Regions from separate parts of the Gossypium arboreum genome. Here region 1 is linked to region 2. Evidence: chromatin contacts called from public Hi-C data. All regions are on one chromosome and are shown on one strand. The core of a region is the stretch at or near the end of the contact, and the rest is flanking DNA. Distances in the headings are between cores, read along the strand shown.

What was found. Hi-C and Micro-C count contacts between places; a contact is called where the count stands out from the background.
Region 1: a contact with region 2 is called in a Hi-C map of leaf, with 2.2 times the contacts expected there. The contact joins the promoter of LOC108475565 here to the promoter of LOC108474823 in region 2. A contact is called at or near these places in 2 of 5 Hi-C or Micro-C datasets (both in leaf).

What each region holds. Positions count from the first base shown.
Region 1 is chr3:19,392,790-19,396,161 of ASM2569848v2, forward strand. LOC108475565 (protein terminal ear1-like) reads right to left here and starts at 2,077. Exons shown (of 5, transcript XM_017777543.2): 1 at 962-2,077; 2 at 116-791; 3 at 1-3. The coding sequence starts at 1,694.
Region 2 is chr3:19,105,309-19,108,940 of ASM2569848v2, forward strand. It overlaps LOC108474823 (protein JINGUBANG), which reads right to left and starts at 1,859. Exons shown (of 1, transcript XM_017776846.2): 1 at 15-1,859. The coding sequence starts at 1,775. The coding sequence ends at 453.

The sequences.
Region 1 (3,372 bases), core at 827-3,326, 290 kb after region 2:
TGACTGCAACATGCAAAATTAAAAGATGAAAACTTCCCCGAATTTCCAACAAGAAACCGAAAATGCAATCATTTTATTAGCTACTTTTAAGCGGTAGTTGGTGAAAAAGACCAACCTATACTTGTTGGGTATGTTCTTGATCATGACAGTGGTCCTGGAATCTTTAGAATCAGATCCCACCATAGCATCTTCGCTTATAAGGAAACGAGGATCAAATTTCTTCGACTGTCTACCTTTCCACGGCCTGCCCCGACATAGCTGCTGGTTGTGCTTAGCTACCGTTGATGAGTTGCTTTGGTTCTTCTTTACAGTCTTTTTTGGACCTCCACCACTCCCGACCTTATCTTTAACCACTGCCGTTTCAACGGCGGAACACTTGCTGTCATTATTCATATTAGGGTTTCCTTTACTAGAATTCAAAGGTTTCACAGTAGGCGATTGGTTTCGAGGAAGAAAAGAACGAGGTATATCGTTGGAAGAAAATCTAGCAGAGAATTTACGAGGCAGCGGCGGGGGAGGTGGGGGAGAAGATGAGTACTTGGGATTTCTCGTATGGGGATTATATTTATCAGTGAAAGCTGTAATAGTGTTAATTTTGTTAACGTTGTTATCACTATTGAAGAACTTCCTGCTATATCCTCCGGGTCGACTAAATTCAATTACAACTTGCTTCCCATTAATTTCTTTTCCATTCATTTCTCTCAAAGCCTTAGCCGCATCCCTTACGTCATAAAACTCCACAAACTTTTGGTGTTTCTTCAATGGTGTTTCTCTCAGTTCCTTCACTGGGCCTAAACAACAAACCAGGTTGCAAAATTTTGTAACAAAGCATGAAAATATCTTTGACTGCTAATCAAAGTATCAACCCCCCCCCCCAAAAGAGTAAAACAAAATAGATTGAACAACAAAAACCCAAACAAAGCAAGCGAACATAAAAGACAAGAAATGAACCGAAACTTACCATAAGCTTGGAAGATTTCTTTGAGTTGCGAAATTGAAACGCCGGTGTCCAAATTGAATACCACAACAGTTCCTTGATTATTCCCCTCAGGGACAGCATTGCTTGCCGGAATAGTGAAGTGGGCCCAGACAGGCCTCCCGGCTATGAGTCCACGCGCAGAAGGGAGTGGAACACAAGCGTTGGACACACCTGGTTCGCACCCGGTAGCAGCCGCAGTGTACTGGTCTCGAACCCTGGCTTGCTCTTGCATGTGCTGCTCGCGTATTTCTTTCAACGCTTTCTCCGCATGTCTCAGATCGTAGAAATGGACGGTCACGATCCCTTCTCGGACTCTTTCCATCTGGACCCCGCGTACTTCCCCGAACACTTCCAATTCTTTCCACACCTTTGACTCGCTCACATCGCATGGAACCAACGTTAACACCAAAGCCCTCGTCGCCGCCGCAGTCGGAGGTGGAAGTGGCAGCTGCGGTGCAACCACCATGGACGCTGTAGTGACGCAAGGCGCTGGTGCAGGTATAGCTACAGGTGCATGTAGAGGCAGGGCAGCATGGAACTGCGGTACGCCGCCGCTGCAAAACGGTACCGTTGGAGACGCAGCGTACGGGTAGTAAAGTTGGGGGGGTCTGTAGAGAGGAAATTGGGGTTGGCAAACTACGTTTTGGGCGGGCCAAAATTCTTGTGCCGTCGGGTCAAGGTTTCCAGGGAACCGGACCGTCCCGGTTTCCCCCATGGCTGTTTCAGGGCGGAGAACCAGTAGTCCACCACTCAAAGGGGAAAAAAAAGCTTTTCTTCAACTAGATAAAAAGGAGCCGAGAAAGTATATTTATGAGAAAGCTGTTCTCTTTTATCTGAGTTCAGCTTGGGAAATTAAAAGCCCAAGAAAACATTTTCTTTGTTTGTATTGTTGTCGTTTTCCATGTCCAAGAAAAACTCATTAAAGTTGGTAGTCGAAGTGTAAGTAAAAACGAAAAGGAGAGAATGGATTGGGAGGGTTTTGGTTTTTTTTCCCTTTCCTTTTCGCTATATACTTGGTTTCCAGGAAACAAGAAAAGGTTGCCAAAAGTGTCCTCGTCTCCCGAATTGCCACCTCATGGGAAAGATGATGAGTTTTTTTAGAGTGAATAAAACCCCTTACTTTCTGGGTTTTTGTTTTTGGATTTTGATCATGATCCTCGTAGTAATTCGGGGGTTGATTAAGAATTTGGAGCGTACACGTGGCCACACAAATGAAATGTGTGGTGCGGGTTGAGTAATAATAAGCATTGCTGCATGTGAGTATTACTTTTTTTTCTTTTCATCTTTAGTATTTTTGACTAATCAGAGACAGTCAGACTCGGACAGACTAATCGCTTCTCCACCTCTGCTTTTATTTTTAGCACAGTGCAGTGCACCCTCATTTATTCTTTCACATCCGCATCTATGTGTTATTCTCCCGATAATTAATAAATTAAATTGAGATATTCAGTTATTAAGATTTTTTATCATCCAATCATCAAAATTTATAAAATAATTATTTAATTATTTAAATATTTTCATCATCAATCAATAAATGATTACTAAAAGTTAACTTGGAGTTTTAAAATTAACATAATAACAATTTAAAATTTTAAAATTTAAAATTTTAACATTTATATATTGTGTCAAAATTAAACTTTTAACATTTGCACATTGTACTTCCATAAAACACCACCTTCTTAATGTAGATGCCTATTCTTCCTCCTTTGGTATATAATTGTACAAGTACATGAATTATTTTAATGTGATACAATTAATCCAAAGTAATTAACCATAATCATATATTAGTCATTAAAGATGCATAATTTGGTTAATGTACCTAGTAAAATTCAATATATGTACTTTAAAGATACATGATTTTAGTCAATGTACCTATTAATGTCTAATGTGCATAGTACATTACTTTCGTCAACATGGTTGTTGAAGGGATTTTTAACCTATTAATAAGAAGCTGTGAGTCCTCTTAGCATGTTTAGTATTAGGCTTAAGAGTGTTTATGCTCAATTTTAATTCTAAATTTTGTCTATTGCCTCCATCAAAATTTTGTGTCGAGTTCATGAAAGGGAAGTACCTTTACCTACCATGCAAATTCATATTTTGTATTTGGTAAGATTTGAAACCCTGTCCTATAGCATATATGGGTTGAATTGGTAGGATGGGTGCCACAGTCTCCTCAAAGATCAAAAATTCCCTCAATAATCTTTTATGTAGCCATAAAGGCCACAAATTCCAACATTCTCTCACTTTGCCAAATGGTCACATGAGTCTTTTTAGATGTATGCACTTTAATTACAATAATGATCAAACTATACTTAATTAAATAAGTAACTACTAAAAATCATGGTGGTTTTATATCATTAAAAATATAATTCCTTCTATGCATCACAATAATA
Region 2 (3,632 bases), core at 609-3,108:
TAACATTAAAAACATTTAAATTACAAACTCTAATATCACTTTATTTCTTCCTCTCCATACACCAACCAAAATAAAAATAATAATAATGATGATGGTGGCCAGGTGTAAGATATGCACACATGGGCACATGTACGGTGCCTCATATATATCTTATTTTAATTACTTAGAATTACTACATCTAATTAATAATTAATATTGCAATTGATTATCCTACAATTGCAATTAAACTGTTTCTTTTTTTCTAAATGAGCAACATGATGCAGAAATAGTGAACTATATATTGAAAATAATAATATATCTTTCAGGCAGCAAACAAAATTGAAAGAAACAAAAGAACAAATAATCCAGGGTTGGTAAAACGTCCGGGACCATATCAGAAAAAATTTAAGCGGCCGCAAATTTTTCCTTTCCTTTTTTCAATTTAATTATGATTCAATTCCTTTTTTTTTTTTTCACAAATTCCATTTTCGGAAATCCGTCGCCGACGAGGGGCTACCCGAAAACGAGACTTTCCACGTTCTAATTTCGCCATCCAGGCTTCCGCTAATAACCGAAACTACATCACTATGTTCATCGTCTCTGACAGCCGTCAATGACTTCACCGGCTTCCGGTGACCTTCCAAAACTGCCAAACAACAATATTTCCCTTCCACTCCACGTTGCCAGATCCTAACCATCCGATCCGCGGACCCGCTCATTAGTAAATCACAGACGTTGATCAAGCATAGGATTGCCTTTCCATGCCCTCTCAGCGCTCCCGTCACCACCATGTAATTGGCGCTATCTTCCCTCTCCCATACCAGAATCGAACGGTCACACGCACCGGAGAAAAGCACTGATCTTTCGTCGTCTAAAGCCAGTGCGTTTACCGCTGACTTATGCTTCTCAAGAGTCGCCACCAATGCGTACCGCTTCTCGCCTGAGGGTTTCGCCCAGACTCGGATCCGTCGGTCAGCGGACCCTGTATAAACCGTTCCGTCAACGGAGGCCGTGATGGCGTTAATGGCGTCGTCGTGTGCTTTAATAGACTGTAAACAACGCGCATCCGATGCTCGCCATATCTTCAAGGTTTTATCCCAAGAAACTGAGTAGATTAAACCTCTATTGACGGCGAGCCCAGTAACGGCGTCGGCGTGTTCGATCCACAACCGCTTCACGTGACGGCGAACACTGACATAGTTCTTTGGGAGAACAAAACGACGTAAGCGGTCGTTAACGGTAGGTAGGGCGGTTAAGAACTTGTGCTTTTTAGTCACGGTCATTTGCCAGACCCGGATCTTAGAGTCCTGGTGAGCAGTGAAGACTTTTCCGTCACAGAAAGTGACAGACTTAACGGAACCGGAGGATGAATCGTTGCCGTTGTAGGCATCGAGAAGAGTGGATGTTTGGCGATCGTAGACGCTAATTTCGTTAACAGAAGCAACATACAAGAAGTTACCCTGAACCGCAACGCAGGTGATCGGGTGGTTGGGTAGAGGCATAATTGAAGAAACGCTGATGTCAGAGACGGAAAAGACTAAGGTATCAGGGAAAAGCTGTAAGGAAGGTACAGATGGCAGAGTCTGGAGGGAAGGGTTGCTAGGGAGGCTGCTGTAGCTCGTGTCACTTGAAGAAGCTGAAGATGAGGTGGCGCTCCCTCGATTATCGGAGGAACTATCGGAAACCAAATGTTCCGATAAGCGCGGTGGTTTTTTAGGGAACGGGATGGTGGAGTCGTGGGTTAAAGTGGCGCAGCTGCTGGTTGTGCATGTAGCTAGCCATGATCGGACCTTCATGCCGGCCTTTCAGCCCTAAAGCAAAAATATAGAAGCTAGGCACGAGAGAGGATTGAAGCAGGACCTTCGTTGTGGTTTATAATTATATAAAGAAAAAAAGGTAATGCCACGTGGAGTTGAGAGAGTGGATATGGTACGATCAGTCCTAGGCTCCAAAAGGACAAGAAATGGCACGTCAAAAGGAGTAGTTTTGTGATTTTATTGGGGGTGCTCTTTCCCAGCTTGCTGCTTTGCAAATTACAACTCTGTAAAATAGAATTTAGGATTATCAATACAAATTTTAACTCTAATATTTAACATAAACAATTTATAATTAAAGCATTAACGTATATAATTCCGTCATTCTAATCAATCTCCTTAAAATTATAAATGATAAATATGATAATTAAAAAATTGATATAATAATAAATTTAGTCATAAAATTTTATATATTATATCACTTTATATTTTTTAAAAATTCACTTTCAAAATTTATAAATAATTTTAAATTTTGATTTTAATTTTAAAAATTATAAAAATATATAAAATACATAAATACTTTCAATAATAATAAATTTTATATTAATATAATATTAATAATATAATTATATTAATATTAAATAAAATAAAATAAAATCCTCCCACCTCCGTAGCTCACCCCCTCCCACCACCGTTCCCTTACCCCCGAGGCAATTAAGAAGAAGTATGAGAAGGAATATTACAAGTATTTGGATTCAAATTAGCCATGAAATTAATGGAATTCGGAAGCAATAGAGGGACAGTGATGGGTGGGGGTGGGGGTACGACGACGGTGGGAAGGAAAGTTCCGGTGGGAGAGAGGGAGAGGGACCGGAGTGAGAGATTTTTATTTTATATTAATATTAATATAAAATTTAAATTTATTATTAAATCTTTGGAAAATATTTATGTAATTTTGAGAACATTTGTAAATTTTGAAGGTTAATTTTTAAAATTGTATATGATTAAATTAATATAATATATAAAAGTTAAGAAATAAAATTGTTATTATACCAAAATTTTAACTGCTATGTAAACTATATAATATGAATGTTTAAATTATAAACTTTTTATTTTTATTGTCTAAAATAATTTTTTTATAATTGGGTTACTATCTATATAGTTTACCCTAGATTTTGTATATTAAAATTAATTATACTATTAATGTATATTTTATAAAAATATAGTTCAAAAAATATTTTTATTTATTAATTGTAAATTTTTAAAATTATATTACTCAAATAACTTGATGGATTAAATTGATTTGACGATTTGGTTATTTCCTCCAATTTAATTTTTATACAGTCTGGGCACAAATCAAAAGTTGGAAATATTTTTCTCGGTTAGGAAAATGGGGTCATTTAGGCTTTAGTTAGTGTAATGATGCGGCCTAGCTAGAAGATATTTAACTAAGCTGTCTTCGATTGAATCATTTGCATTCTTTCTCCAAAGTAGATCATTTTAGGAAAAATAATAGAAATGAACTTTTAAATTTTCATGGTACAAAAAGGAAAAGTCGAAATCATCACCCCACAACTTAGCTTACCTGTTTCAAATTCTAATTTGATGGTACATGAATGTACACTTGAATCTCTAATCCATTATTATTATTTCTTTGTTTCTTATATCTACTTCTTTTTTGCAAAATAAAAAAAATAAAATCCCAAAGTAGCATTAGTATGATGAAGTATGTCTGGACTTTAAATTTTCAATAGTACGAACAATAATCTTCATGAATATTTGATAGATATAAAGAAATAAATAACATGAAAGAAACCATGTAAATGTGCTTTTGAAGAGGAATGGGAAATTACGAAAAGAGTTACTCCTTTTCAGTCTGGTAGGCTTACTGTGAGATAT